2 separate regions of the Mus musculus genome follow, and region 1 is linked to region 2. Evidence: chromatin contacts called from public HiChIP or PLAC-seq data. All regions are on one chromosome and are shown on one strand. Each heading gives the region's core, a stretch centred on a gene start, on an enhancer-like site or on the middle of the called end of the contact. The rest is flanking DNA. Distances are from core to core; before and after follow the strand shown. Region 1 overlaps Ptprm (protein tyrosine phosphatase, receptor type, M). Region 2 overlaps Ptprm (protein tyrosine phosphatase, receptor type, M).

Evidence for each region. HiChIP or PLAC-seq counts read pairs in DNA pulled down with a chosen protein or histone mark.
Region 1: an H3K27ac HiChIP or PLAC-seq map of SST interneurons shows a contact between it and region 2, with 4 times the contacts expected there. The contact joins two enhancer-like sites. A contact is called at or near these places in 2 of 115 datasets of contacts at active chromatin or transcription factors (SST interneurons and embryonic fibroblasts).

Annotation. Positions count from the first base shown.
Region 1 is chr17:67,228,079-67,235,123 of GRCm38.p6, reverse strand. The region is part of intron 1 of Ptprm (protein tyrosine phosphatase, receptor type, M); the gene reads left to right. Among named protein-coding and RNA genes, the nearest start is that of Gm52313, 59 kb to the left of the region's middle. Within about 2 kb of position 1,898, at least 10 of the 459 cell types and tissues checked have an H3K27ac peak or open chromatin away from gene starts, as enhancers often do. A contact at or near this core is called in SST interneurons, where this site is marked.
Region 2 is chr17:66,684,964-66,692,204 of GRCm38.p6, reverse strand. It overlaps Ptprm (protein tyrosine phosphatase, receptor type, M), which reads left to right. Exons shown (of 31, transcript NM_008984.2): 25 at 1,631-1,780; 26 at 2,688-2,861; 27 at 3,823-3,954; 28 at 6,466-6,591. Among named protein-coding and RNA genes, the nearest start is that of 1700016K05Rik, 26 kb to the left of the region's middle. Within about 2 kb of position 3,759, at least 22 of the 459 cell types and tissues checked have an H3K27ac peak or open chromatin away from gene starts, as enhancers often do. A contact at or near this core is called in SST interneurons, where this site is marked.

The sequences.
Region 1 (7,045 bases), core at 649-3,148, 540 kb before region 2:
ACATGCTATCTTCCATTTCCATAACTTTTATGTCTGAATAGTATTCCATTATGTGTATGTGTTGAAAATCTCTCCACCCACTAAAATCTAGATTAATTTCCTAAATTTGCTCTTCTGAACAAAACCAAAATATTGTGAATAATTCTGTGAGCAATATACTGGCAGAAAAAAAAAAGGCAGACATAGAGACCAGTGGAATTAAATAGAGACACCCAGTGTAAATCTGTGAACCAACAGTCAGTTGTTCTTCAGCAAAGATGCCAAGAACAAGTATTGGGGGGGGGGCTGAAAGATCGCCTCATTAAATGGCACAGAAAACCAGATAGCCATATACATAAGAATGAGGCTCTATACATCTTCATACAAAAAAAAAATGTGTTAAAGCCTGTCTTAGTCAGGGCTTCTATTCCTGCACAAACATCATGACCAAGAAGCAAGTTGGGGAGGAAAGGGTTTATTCGGCTTACACTTCCATGCTGCTGTTCATCACCAAAGGAAGTCAGGACTGGAACTCAAGCAGGTCAGGGAGCAGGAGCTGATGCAGAGGCCATGGAGAGATGTTCTTTACTGGCTTCCCTCCCCTGGCTTGCTCAGCCTGCTCTCTTATAGAACCCAAGACTACCAGCCCAGAGATGGTCCCACCCACAAGGGGCCTTTTCCCCTTCATCACTAATTGAGAAAATGCCTTAGAGTTGGATCTCATGGAGGCATTTCCTCAACTGAAGCTCCTTTCTCTGTGATAACCCCAGCTGTGTCAAGTTGACACAAAACTAGCCAGTACAAAGCCTTATATGTAAATCTGAAACTGAAATTGTTAGAAGACAATGGGAAGTGTTTATGTTATTGGAGTAGAGAAATGTGGTTTGGACATGGCCTCAAAAGGCAGTCAATGAATGTCATAACAGATCAACAGGTCCTTTAATCCAGTCTCTCTTTGCACCAGTCTGCCATAGTGTGACTATTTATGCAATGCATAACTTGAGTACAGCCCTGGGAGATTGAGAAGCCCCCCATGATCCTCTTACATTCATCCTTGTTGTTGTCTTGGGCTGTAACGTTCACTCTCCTAAGGCTTTCCTCCCCTGCCATATTCTTCCTTAGTCTCAGAATTGGAGAGCAAAGCTTCACTCTTCTCGGTGATGGGTCTCCCAGCCTCTGATTTTTGATGCCCCCCTTTCCACACCAACCCTGCAGTGATCACATAGCATTTTAACCCCCACCCTGTGGCGTTCTGTGAACTTGTCTTTGGGGGAACACATGTGAGTGGCTTAGCTCTGTTTTCCTAGGATCCCCAATGCTGAAGGTGTAGACACAATATTTGTAGAGTAAATGCATAATTAAGGTGATAATTGAACTTGCAGTTGAAGGAGGAGTAAGGTTTGTCAGGGATGAATACTGATTAATACGCATTCGCCAGAAGGCAGATTCAAGCAAGCTCTTTGCTTTTAAGATGGTGTTTTTAGCAGAATAGACTTGGGCAAATGTATTGAAAAGTGGGGTATAGGTGAGCCCTCCAGGGAGAGACCTGCATCTTACAAGGCTTGCTGTTTAAATGCGTGTTGTTTTAAGAAAGCATCCACCGCGCAATGCTGTTTGAGGGCTTTGCTCGCATTCCTTGGATAGGTGACTTATTTGATTTCTCAGATGCTTATTTCTGCATTGCTGCTTTGCCATTTTAGCACATACCAATCGTCAATGCCCCAGTGGTTTCTACAGACCGAATAAAAATGTGCGCGCGTGCACACACACATACAGAAATATTTATAGTCAGTCTAAGCATCCGTAAACATTTTCTGAATTATGTTTCCTGACTGAAATGTGATTCTGAGTCACATGTAGCTGTATCACCAGAGGTGGTTGAGTCAGCGTGAAGGACGAATGACTTCACACTTTTGGCAATACTAAGTCATAACCCAACGAAGCCTACATAAAGAATGGAGGATCCTGACAAACAGGGACCATGAGGTAGCTGTGGGTGATGCCTTGTCTCATTCCACAGGGCACAACCTCTGCATTTTCTTTTACCTTTAATTTTAGTGTATGTGTGTGTGTGTGTGTGTGGTGTATGCACAAATGCGTGTGTCTATGTATTGTGTACCATGTTCATGTATGAACTGGCAGAAGCAAAAGAAGGAATTTGGGTGTCCTGCATTAATTACCTCCCCTCATCCTCTTGAGATAGCATCCTTTACTGAACCTGAGAGAGGCTGCTGATGCCCATGCTCCAGCTATCTTGATGTTTCTGTCCTGTATAGGGATTGCAGAACCATGTATGGCCATAACCCAGTTTTTTGTTTGGATTTTGGGGATCTCCCTGCTTGCTCAGCAAGCCCCTTACCTGTCAGCCCATCTCCCCAGCCCCTCCCTCATTTTCTGGTTTGCTGCTGCAGCCCTGTTTTCTCCTTCCCCATTTCCAGGCTCTTCTCTGTGTACAGCTCTACTGTACGTCACTCATTGCTCCTTTATTAGCTGACCAATAGAACAACTTGATTGTGCTTTGAGGTAACACAAGCAGCTGTGATGTGCAGGAAGATCTGAGTATCTCCCATCTGTACTCAGTGTTCAGAGCACAGTGATGTGGCCAAGGAGATCAGAGCCCTGCATCTGATGTCTCCATCATGAGTTTTGACTCTTGGTATAACCTAGCAAGGAAAGTCTCTCTGTAATTGTGGGAATGATAAACTTGGACATCATCTATTTTTTTTTTTTTCTCATTTGAGTCCCTCATGTTTAATGCCCTTTGTGTGGTAGCTTTGACTCAGCGACAGGAGGAATGTTAACATACACAGCAGAAGAGTGAGTCCCCTGCAGTGTTACAGTGGCCACAAGTGACTGCTGTCTGCGATGGCCTAGAGAAAACCAGGAATTTTGGGTTTCCCAAAAGCCCCAAATCATTCATGCTTAGAATTCGATCTCAGAAAATGGGGTCTGGGTCGCACACTGTCTTCTACTTCATTGTGCGTGTTTACCCTTTCTCTTCAGTGGCTTTCATGAGCAAACTTCTTTTCCTTGATCCCCTACACTGCATAGCTCTTTAAAGACAATGTCTCACTGTGCAGCCCTGTCTGGCTTGGGACCCTATATAGACCAGGTTGGCCCATAATTCTCAAGTGCTGGCATGGGAAGGTATTTGCTACCACAAAGGCCACTGTAGCTTTTGAGAGGATTGAACTTTCTTCTATACTCATGGCCAAACTCCCCAAGGCCAGGATTTCCTTGTTATCTGTCGGTCTTCTTTGGATTCTTTAGAGAGGGTCATTGGACCTGCAGTTTCCTGTTGTTATATATTTCCAGGAAATAATATTCAGCCATTTTACTGTTGGGTATTTACTCCATGTTTTAAGAGTTTGAATCTGAAAATAATGTATAGATCCAATATGGTCCTGTAGAGTGGAATAACTAGAAACCACATTATAGCTATGCCAATTGGCAAGAAAAATGTTAAACGAAATATACAATGCAAAGTAGAAATGGCAACCAGGGTAGTCAATGTTAAGAACAGCATATATAGTTCTCTAAGGAGATTTGAAATTAAACTGTCAGCAGCTTCAGCGGCAGTTCAGCTTGGGTGCTACCATTTTGTCTCCTACAGTTTCCACTGTCCCAGTTCTATTACTTTTCCAGTTTGGTTGTCCTGTTTTAGAAGAAAGAGAGAAACTGGGCTTATGTGGAGGAAACATTGAGAATCCACGGTCAGTGCTTTAATACAGGGCTTTAGTGGTGATGGCTTCACTTCGTTGTTTCAGCAGACCATGTCTGGCTCAGAGGGTTTCTGTTTATTTTAAGGATTAAGATGAAGATATTTCTACATTATCTGTCCCACCAATTCTACTTTTTCTAAACATTTCTTTGAAATTTGAAAGACAAAGAACACTGTAACGATTATATATGTGTGATATGATAAGTCTTAAATAATTGTCACCCTCTGTACTAGCCACTTTAAAGTTCCATATATATACATGTGTGTGTGTGTGTGTGTGTGTGTGTGTGTATTTGTAGACAACCATTTCTAGAGATTGTTTAGAGCAGGACAGTGTGAGAGTTCTCAAGACAGAGGAGATGAGTAGCTACCTTTTTTTTTGGCTGTGTGTGATGGGCATCTCCTACCTATCTTTTCCTCCCAAAGAGGTGCCTGCTTTTATGGAAGATCATTAAAAGGGGTTGCACATAGGGTTCTTTTTCTCTCCCCATCCCTCTTCCTCCTTCCTCGCTCCCCTTCTCTCTTTCTTCTCAGTACTGTGGATGCAGTCCAGGGCCTTACATACATGGAGGGCTGGTCCTATAAAGAAACAGGCTGTAGATCTTCCAGTGAAACCCTGCACAGTCTACAATGGGTTCATCATTTAAGGTAGAGAAGTTATTTCTATTTTGTAGTCTGGATCTGCCTGAAGGTAATTGTAAGAGGCTGAGGAAATTATTAGATTGCTTATGAGGTAAAGCAGAAAAAAAATGCCTGAAAGGAAGTATAGAGATGATTGGCCATGTCTGAGGATTCTTCTTCTTTCTCTTCTTCCTCTTCTTCCTCTTCTTCTCTTCTTCCTCTTCTTCCTCTTCTGTTGGAAACAAAAAAGGAGGTCCCTAGGGAAGTAGGGGAGGGGGAAAGAGGCCCACGTCTGGCCAGAGTCCCTCCTATGCTCTGGGCAGGCAGACGCAGTCATGGGAGGGCTGCTGGACGTTTTCCACTCAGCCCCAGGTGAGCATTCAAGCCTCTGACCCAGTAGAAAAGGGGCAGCCCCCGACCTGGGGGCCCCAGGGCCACACCCTGTAGCTCCAGGGTTATGGGGTTATGGGAGAGAGGGATAAGGGAAGAGGTTCCCAACACTGACCAGAGTGCGCAGCGGATTTTGATGGAGCAGAGACTCTCTATGGTTTAAGAGCTTTATTATAGAAATGCAGGGAGAAAGATAGAAGGTAGAAAGAGAGAGGGGAACTATAGAGAAAGAGAGTAAGATATAGGTGAGAGGAGAGGAGAGGAGAAGACAAAGAGAAAGGAGAGAGGAGAGAAGAGTGAGAGAAGTGAGAGGTGAGAGAGCAAGCAGGGGCTGAACTGCCCTTTTTATGGTCTTTACTGTTGCTAGGTAACTGGGGAGGAGTTTAGCCTGAAGGTCAGAAGCTTGGGCCATTGCCTATGTAACTACTGACCATGCTTCTCTTGTGGGGGCTGTAGGGGGCGGTAACTTAGGCAGGAGCCAGAGTTCCAGGATCATGAGGAAACACCTACCATGTCATGTAGGTGAATTATCACCTCTGGGGTTCAGACCTCAGCTCAACTGGATACCAGCCTGTCTGTGCAGAGCCCAATGCCCCACACCACCACTCCTCCTCCTCCTCCTCCTCCTCCTCCTCCTTCTCTTCTTCCTCTTCTACCTCTTCTTTCTCTTCTTCTACCTCTTCCTCTTCTTATTTTTCTCCTTCCTCCCCCTCTTCTTCTTTTTCTTCTTCTATTCTAATCCTATATAAGTGGTTCAAGCCTGAAGGGTAGCCATGAGCAAGGAAGAGAAGAAATTCGGAATCTGACAATCTTTTACAAACAGTAGTTTTTATTTTTTGAGATTATAATATAATTATATTGGTTCTTCTCTTCTTTTCCTCCTTTGACTTGTATATAAATATACACAGATAGTGTAAAGGAAATATTCCCAACTGTCCCAACAGTAGTCCCTCCAAAAGCTCACAGTCATGTAACAAAACCTAACACCAGGCATGAGAAGTCCTCTTTTGAGCTGTTGGTTAGGACTGTCCAAGAGATTCTCAAAACATTCCAGGCTATTATCATGGCCCTTGGTTGACCCTAGAGATGGAGGTGTAATTCCCTAATGATGAAAACTTGATACAATTCAGAAACAGGACCCACGGGTCCCTGAGCCAGAGCTGACCTGCAGAAATCCTCCCTGAGGACTAGCCGTCATGGTAACAGAAGGTGTCATGTACATTTCCAAAGGAAGACAGCTACCATCAATTGTAGAAGTAATGTCCAGTTCTTCCTCTGAGCCCAATGCTTCCAAAAATAATACTGAGACTGAGAAGATATTTACAAATACCTTAACCATGTTGCTAGACTTTTTTCTTTTCTCTTGTTAGATCATAACTTAAATTATCTCATTTATTCTAAGCTACATTCTGCCATATGACTGATTAACTGTGCTCAGGTACCATGAGTCTGTCTCCTCACATCTTCCCAGGTGAATCCTCTATGCCTGGCTTTATCCCAGAATCCTTTCTGCCTCCTGGATGTCCCACCTGTTCTACACTTCCCTATAGGCCATAGACAATGCATCCTTATAATACACAAAATATTCATTCTCTCTACAGTCAGTCCTACCCAGCTATGTCATCAATGAACTACAATAATGACCAGCAGGGCTCATAACCCTCAGGGTGCAGTGGCAGCACACATAACTTGGTAGTAACCAAAAGCTTTCTAATTGGACTCAAGACTCACTCAAAAGAGGGAAACCATTCCTGGTACTGGAAACGCAGCCGACTACCAAGGGATAGTGATGTCATGGATCTTGGAGGAGAGCCTACAACTGTGACTTTACTAAACCAGCACAATCTCGACCTACATCTGATGCTCACTCTTGAAGGTTTTGATATTTAGTGACTCTTGATATCTCCGTTCCTTGTGGAAATGTTCTGGACCCAGTTCATAGAGACCTAATTTTAATATGAGAGAATTTTAGGGAAAACATACAGCATTTGTAATTATCCGAAATGCCATTCTTTAACTTTGTATGATGCAAGTCAGAATCCTGAGGAGAGACGACCACTTTATTAGCTGCCTACAGACTCTCTTCGGTGGAATGAAAACAACTCTATGTCAGAGGCTTTAAAGCAAAAATCTAAATTAAAGCATACAGTGGACACCATCTGAAGAGACACTGTGTCGTTATTTACCTGGCATGTTCCATATTTTCTCTGTCTTCTTGGTTAAGGAGGAGAGCAGGTGGCATGGGTTGGTTTTGTGTTGAGAAGCCCAAACTTCGCTCTACCTCTACCAGTGACTGGGTGTGTAGCTCACAGCAGCCGTCATCATCTTGCCTGC
Region 2 (7,241 bases), core at 2,510-5,009:
CCCCTGTACCGGGGCACACAAAGTCTGCGTGTCCAATGGGCCTCTCTTTCCAGTGATGGCCGACTAGGCCATCTTTTGATACATATGCAGCTAGAGTCAAGAGCTCAGGGGTACTGGTTAGTTCATAATGTTGTTCCACCTATAGGGTTGAAGATCCCTTTAGCTCCTTGGGTACTTTCTCTAGCTCCTCCATTGGGAGCCCTGTGATCCATCCATTAGCTGACTGTGAGCATCCACTTCTGTGTTTGCTAGGCCCCGGCATAGTCTCACAAGAGACAGCTACATCTGGGTCCTTTCAGTAAAATCTTGCTAGTGTATGCAATGGTGTCAGCATTTGGAAGCTGATTATGGGGTGGATCCCTGGATATGGCAGTCTCTACATGGTCCATCCTTTCATCTCAGCTCCATACTTTGTTTCTGTAACTCCTTCCATGGGTGTTTTGTTCCCACTTCTAAGGAGGGGCATAGTGTCCACACTTCAGTCTTCATTTTTCTTGAGTTTCATGTGTTTAGGAAATTGTATCTTATATCGTGGGTATCCTAGGTTTTGGGCTAGTATCCACTTATCAGTGAGTACATATTGTGTGAGTTCCTTTGTGATTGTGTTACCTCACTCAGGATGATGCTCTCCAGGTCCATCCATTTGGCTAGGAATTTCATAAATTCATTCTTTTTAATAGCTGAGTAGTACTCCATTGTGTAGATGTACCACATTTTCTGTATCCATTCCTCTGTTGAGGGGCATCTGGGTTCTTTCCAGTTTCTGGCTATTATAAATAAGGCTGCTATGAACATAGTGGAGCATGTGTCCTTCTTACCAGTTGGGGCATCTTCTGGATATATGCCCAGGAGAGGTATTGCTGGATCCTCCGGTAGTACTATGTCCAATTTTCTGAGGAACCGCCAGACTGATTTCCAGAGTGGTTGTACAAGCCTGCAATCCCACCAACAATGGAGGAGTGTTCCTCTTTCTCCACATCCTCGCCAGCATCTGCTGTCACCTGAATTTTTGATCTTAGCCATTCTCACTGGTGTGAGGTGGAATCTCAGGGTTGTTTTGATTTGCATTTCCCTGATGATTAAGGATGTTGAACATTTTTTCAGGTGCTTCTCTGCCATTCGGTATTCCTCAGGTGAGAAGAGAATCCATCTTTTAACTATCAACTATACACACATATAAGAGCTATATTCTACACTTATTAGCACTTTGATAATTATCAGAACTAGAACCATTAACTAACGGTTTGAAATAACTAACAATTGCAACTGTCTCCGGAGCGTGGTTGAGTTTCCCTGAACCATTTTTATATTGTGAACTTGATTAGGAAATTCTTCCAACGTCAACCAAAATCATGCTCACTCCCCATCTGAATTTGGGTTCCAAATTCATGGGATTGGAACTCGAGAGGTGTTTTGGCTACTGTCCCACCCGCTGTAATTGGTCTGTGGGATATTCTTGATAAAGCTGGACAGCCCAGTGCCCTGGCACACGGGCCTCCTGATGCTTCTCTGTTGTGGATGGGCTGCTCCTATCAGCTGGGTTACAGAACACTACCCCTGCCTTCTCTAGCCCTCTGGGTTCATCTTCAGTTCTTCCCCATCACTAACTAAGTCCATCTTGCCTCTTCAGGAGCAGTACGTCTTTATCCATGATGCGATCCTGGAAGCCTGTCTTTGTGGAGACACCTCCATCCCTGCCTCCCAAGTCAGGTCTCTCTACTATGACATGAACAAACTGGACCCACAGACAAACTCAAGCCAAATTAAAGAGGAATTCCGGGTAATCGGGGAGCCAGGCAGGGTGGGGCAGGGAGATTGGAAGGCTATGGCTTTCCCTCTTTAGGAAAACTCCTTAAAGTAAGCTCTTAGGCCCTCCTTTGAATCAACAAGAGCTTCTCACCTAGGGACTAGTGACAGTTGAGGCTGGATGACTTTCCTGTGTGGCCAATAGGGTGTTTAGCATTGACCCTGGCTCTGCTTTCAAAATGTCTGTAGCAGCACCAGGCCAAACCCCTCCAGGGCCAGAACTACTTGGCTTCACAGTCTCTAGTCTAGCGGTGTCATCTGCATGTCAGATAGCCACCAACCAGTTCCAAGATCAGGACACTTGATTCACAGTATAACGAAGCATGGGTGCAGCCCAACCATGGACATGGCTTTGCAGGACACTCCATGTGCCTAAATCTTCATTTAGGTAAAAGTTACTTATGTTCAGGTTTTATCTAACTGTACCTAACTCTAGACCAAATCCTCTCCAACTTCTGGCCTCCAAGATTTTCAGTAACCTGCTCTAGTCAGAGCTACGGGTGCTGTATTCTATGGATCTGCAAGGACCCTTAGCCTCTGCCTCTGGCTGCTATGTGCTGTGTGTAGACAAAACTCAACGAGGGAAAGAGAAAATGGAGCCTGTAGATTTCAGCCAGCTGAGCCTACCTTATATGCCTTTTAGAGAATCGACTTGCCCTTAGCTCCTTTCTGGACCATCTTATCAGCCCACACTTCCTAAGGAGTCTCTCAGTTGTATCACATTTTTCAGTTGGCACATTATAACTGCACTTGTTTATGGGGTACAATACAGTGTTTTCAAAGTGTATTCATGCTATGGAGTCATGGGGAAGCAGGAAATCAGCCACCTGTGGAGACCTGACTGGAGCTGGGAGATCTCACCTTTCCCATTTATCCCACAGACTCTCAACATGGTGACCCCCACGCTGCGTGTGGAGGACTGCAGCATCGCACTCCTACCCCGGAACCACGAGAAAAATCGCTGCATGGACATCCTGCCTCCGGACCGCTGCCTGCCCTTCCTCATCACCATCGATGGAGAGAGCAGCAACTACATCAATGCAGCCCTAATGGACGTAAGGCACTGGGGACACATGGGAAGGAAATAGACAACGCATGTCCCCGAGACAGAGCCCCGGGGACACAGGGAACCCTTATCTCACTTATCTGCCCCCTGAGCCTTTCCAGAGGCAAGCTATCACATCCAACAACAAAAACAGAGTTAGCATTCCAGTGTGTGGTTTGGTGAGGAGCAGCAGTTACTGCTTCACAAGCCAACTATCCACCTGTCTGAAGTGCTCAGACACAAAGATCACCTATGCCACACTGTCAGGTTTTTAGCCTACCGGCCAGAAAGCAAGGGGCAGCTGTTAAGGTATCTGGCGGGGAAAGGGGATACGGTGACAGACAGCATTATTTAGTTCTCTTTCTTCCTAATTTAGGTGGTAATTAACATGGGAAGGAAACACAACTCATCGCTTCCTGCCAGTCTGTTTACTTCTTGCTATTCAACTGACAAGAAAGTAAACGGATATTTTCAGTGCTAATGTGTAAATTTTAATTCCGCTGGTGTGATATCATAAAAGGGGCTTAAGCTTGTTTAAAGCTCCCAGAGCTAACAAAAGCGTGCATATCTTTCATGGCAGGAATAAGCAACCGAGTCGCCCAGATAAACAACAAACCAGCAAGTTTGAGAAAGAACTGTTTTCATGGTACTTAGTTTTTAAAGTAAAGTGAAACACCCTCCCCTAAAATTATTAATAGAGAGAGCCAATACATTGCCCGTCAGAAGTATAAAACAAAATGGTAAGAAATAAATGTGAAGTTCCCATGATATCAAAGTGAGAATGATTCATCATAGTTTCACAGAAAAGTTTATTTTTAGTCCATTTTGGAGTTGACAAGGATGATAGAGCCAAACAAGTACTAAACACATCGGATGCGTTTTGCCGCACATCTCCACATGCACAAAATATCTCCACTGCCTCCCCTCACGTTGTGCTGTTTATATCTGGATCTTTCTCTTCGTGTCTGCAGAGCTATAAACAGCCTTCAGCATTTATAGTCACCCAGCATCCTTTGCCAAACACCGTCAAAGACTTCTGGCGACTGGTCTTGGATTACCACTGCACATCCGTAGTTATGCTGAACGATGTGGATCCTGCCCAGGTGAGTCCAGGGACTCCTTCAGGCAGACCTCAAGTCAGAGAGTCAAGTCTGCTTGTGCTTTGTTTGTATAAGATGTGCAAGCCCCACGGCCCGTGCCCATGGCCCGGCAAAGATTTGGAAACACAAGGGTTTACAAATAAGCATTAGAGCTGTAGAAGACAGTCGGTGAGAAGCAAGCAGACAGACTGAAAGCATAGGATACTGGAAGAAGAAAGACAGGGGCACAGATGGGGACCACACATTGCACAGCTAAAAAGAGCGAGCCAACCAGCGGAGATGGGACAGGCCTGGATCTCATGTTTTTAGGCACCTGTGCTTCTTGGAAGTGCTCAGCTGGGGCCTGCAAGAGGGAGGCAACATGGTGGCCAGATAGTGAAGGTTTAAAGACCGGCAGCAATCATAAAAGAAGCAACCCTGGGAACTGGATGTAAACTCAGCAGCTCAGGGAGGTTCTCAGGTGGCCCCTCCCACAGTGAGGAGGAGGCAGAAAGCCACACTACTGAGCTGGGTGACAGAATTTTCTTGGAGGGGTCAGGAGAGTCCCAAGGCCCTTTGGGAGCAGAATCGATTCTCAGCACAGGCTTCGCTGCCATGACAGAGGGCCTTAGGGAAACCTCAAGCTTAGTGCATATTAAGAGTGAACTTATTTGAACACCAAATTCGTTTTTCTATCCAGTAGAGAAACTGCTGTTTTAGATAGGGCAGGGGTGCTGGTGGAGGCTCCTGGAGTATTTCAGCATGTAAACAGGACAAGATGTCTCCTTCCCAAAACGTGGCCTGATGCTGCTAATGCTCCGTATGCGGCTAGGGTTTTTAATTACATTGAAGGCACCGTATTATGTGACTGAGGCTCTCACTTGAAAGCTAGCTGATGAAATAATAATGACAGCCCTTGTTCTTCTCCACTCCTTTTGGCTTCGTGTCAACGTTTTAGAATTCTTCCTCCCTCCTCCCCACTCGCAGAACAGATTGTCACTGTCTGTGAAAGCCCCGCCAGTTTCAAATGGAACCAAACCTGTCATTCTAAGTTCTAGGCCACAGTCAGGTTTCACCAATCTAAGAGCCAGACACAGGCTAGGAGAAGTGTACCCCGTTCCTGATGGGACGTGCATATGGATAAACTACGGGTGACCAAGATGTCACGGACTCCGGGGTGCTCCCTGAGCATCCGTGTCTGAATGCCAAAGCCAAATTCTAAAGCAAACCGTCTGGACTCAAACCAAGTCTTAGCTGACTGGCAGACGGAGAGACAAAGAGACTCCCAATTCTATTCAGCAGATAGAGCTGATTTCCAGAGCGGGGCTAGAAAGGCTTCTGGGACTCTTGTCTTTTAGCAAACGCTAAACTGGAAGCTGGAACTCCGGAGCGTCATAAGCGTCCGAAGCTCCCACTCGACTGTTTTAAGTATTTATCGGACCAGCTCATGGATGTGTTATGCACCATTTAAGCCATTTTCTACATGGTTTCCTCAGGCAGAATGTAGGACACAGTGTGCCAAGAGCTAGATGCCAGCCCGGGCCATTCATATTTCTGCAGTGTAAATGACAAGCATTTGATCAGTTGCTTGAACTGGGAAAAATATCAACAGAGAGCAAAGCCTGCTCTGTCCACTGAGGAATGGGCAGAACAGTTTAAAAGTGTTTGTTATGGCTTTTACTGCCATCTCAGCTCTTGGTCATCATGCCTGTGTGAACAGTGGGCACCCTTGGGAATCAAAAGGGAAATAAACATCTACATACCATTGTTTGACAAGGCAAGTTTAATAACCTGTCGCTAGGAAATGCTGGTGAGGAAGAAAAAAAATCCCATGGAAGCATTATTCAAAAATAAATAAATAAATAAATAAATGTAATTTCTAAATCCAGCAGGCGTAGCTAATGTAAAGAATAGTCTCGGCTACCCTACTTACCCTCTTAATCTTTAACAAGGATTAAAGATTTATCATGGATAAAGAGGGAGAAAAAAGAGGATATTTTTCACTGTTAACCGAGAATTTATCTTGTGATCTTGAATATATAAATCACATTTTACCACGTGACAGTGACAATTTAGGTCATTTCAAAAGTCAACGTCATCAAAAGAGAAATCTGACCCTCCCATGAATCCTCTTTTTAATGGAACATCAATTAGCTTTAACAGAATGTGTTGATACACCCAGCATTTGCCAGTTATCCGGAATTAACATGTTCCAGCAATCCCTTGGAAGAGCATGAGTCTTTCCAGGTACTCATGTTTGCCTAAGTGTCATCATTATAGTGGAGTCTGGAGTCATCTTCTTGGGGCCTAGACACATATTCCTTTTAGCATGAGTGAGACCTTGCAAAGGGATTCCATGTTACAAAGATCTTCAGGAAGCCCAAGTGCACCTGGCTAACACACACTTTTTGAGAAAACAACCAGAGTAGTAGAATAAAAGAATTGGAGCTCAAATAATTTTGTCAATGCTGATCATATCCAAACTGCCGTCCAGTCACCTTTGTAATTACACTTCTTGTTGTATTCTGGGTTCAGCTGTGTCCACAGTACTGGCCAGAAAATGGAGTGCACAGACATGGCCCCATCCAGGTGGAATTCGTGTCTGCAGACTTAGAAGAAGACATCATCAGCAGAATTTTCAGGATTTACAACGCCTCCAGAGTAAGAGCCAAGCCAACCGTGCTTGAACTGGGTTTCCACTTTCATCTTACCTGCATGGTGTTGGCATGTCTAATCTATCAATAGCAGGCTCTGTTCTAGGGGGTTGGAACTTCTCGGTCAACAAAACAAATCCCAGGCCTTATGGGGCTTATATGCTAAGAGGAAGCTTGTTAAAGAGAGTTTTTAACAAGGTAAAGCACAATAAGAAAGACTTTGTTAGACACTGTCACTAAGTGGCAAATGCTACTTGTTTAACACTGTAACAAAGTGGCAAATGCTCCCTGATCCCAGCAAGGGCGTGAGTCTATTCTAGAACAGATGATAGTCAGTAGGTGGAGACAAGAGGGTCTTGCTGAAGATGGGCCAGGGAGCAACATCACTAAGGCACGGTGGAAGCTAAAGAACTTGATCAGATATGGAGTGGTCCCTTATTGGAGGGCAAGACACTTGCTAAACTGACAGAATGGGGGTTGTAAAAAAAAAAAATGAGTTTTACAAAGGATTGCAAAGATGGGCCCCAGGAAAGGGTCTTGACTAAAACAAAGAACCTCTATCAGAAGGCAACGAATAACAGGCATAACGGAATTATGGTGTGCCAGAAAGCGGTAAATCTTAAAGGGAAAAAGAGTGCCAGGTTACGCAGCAAAGGG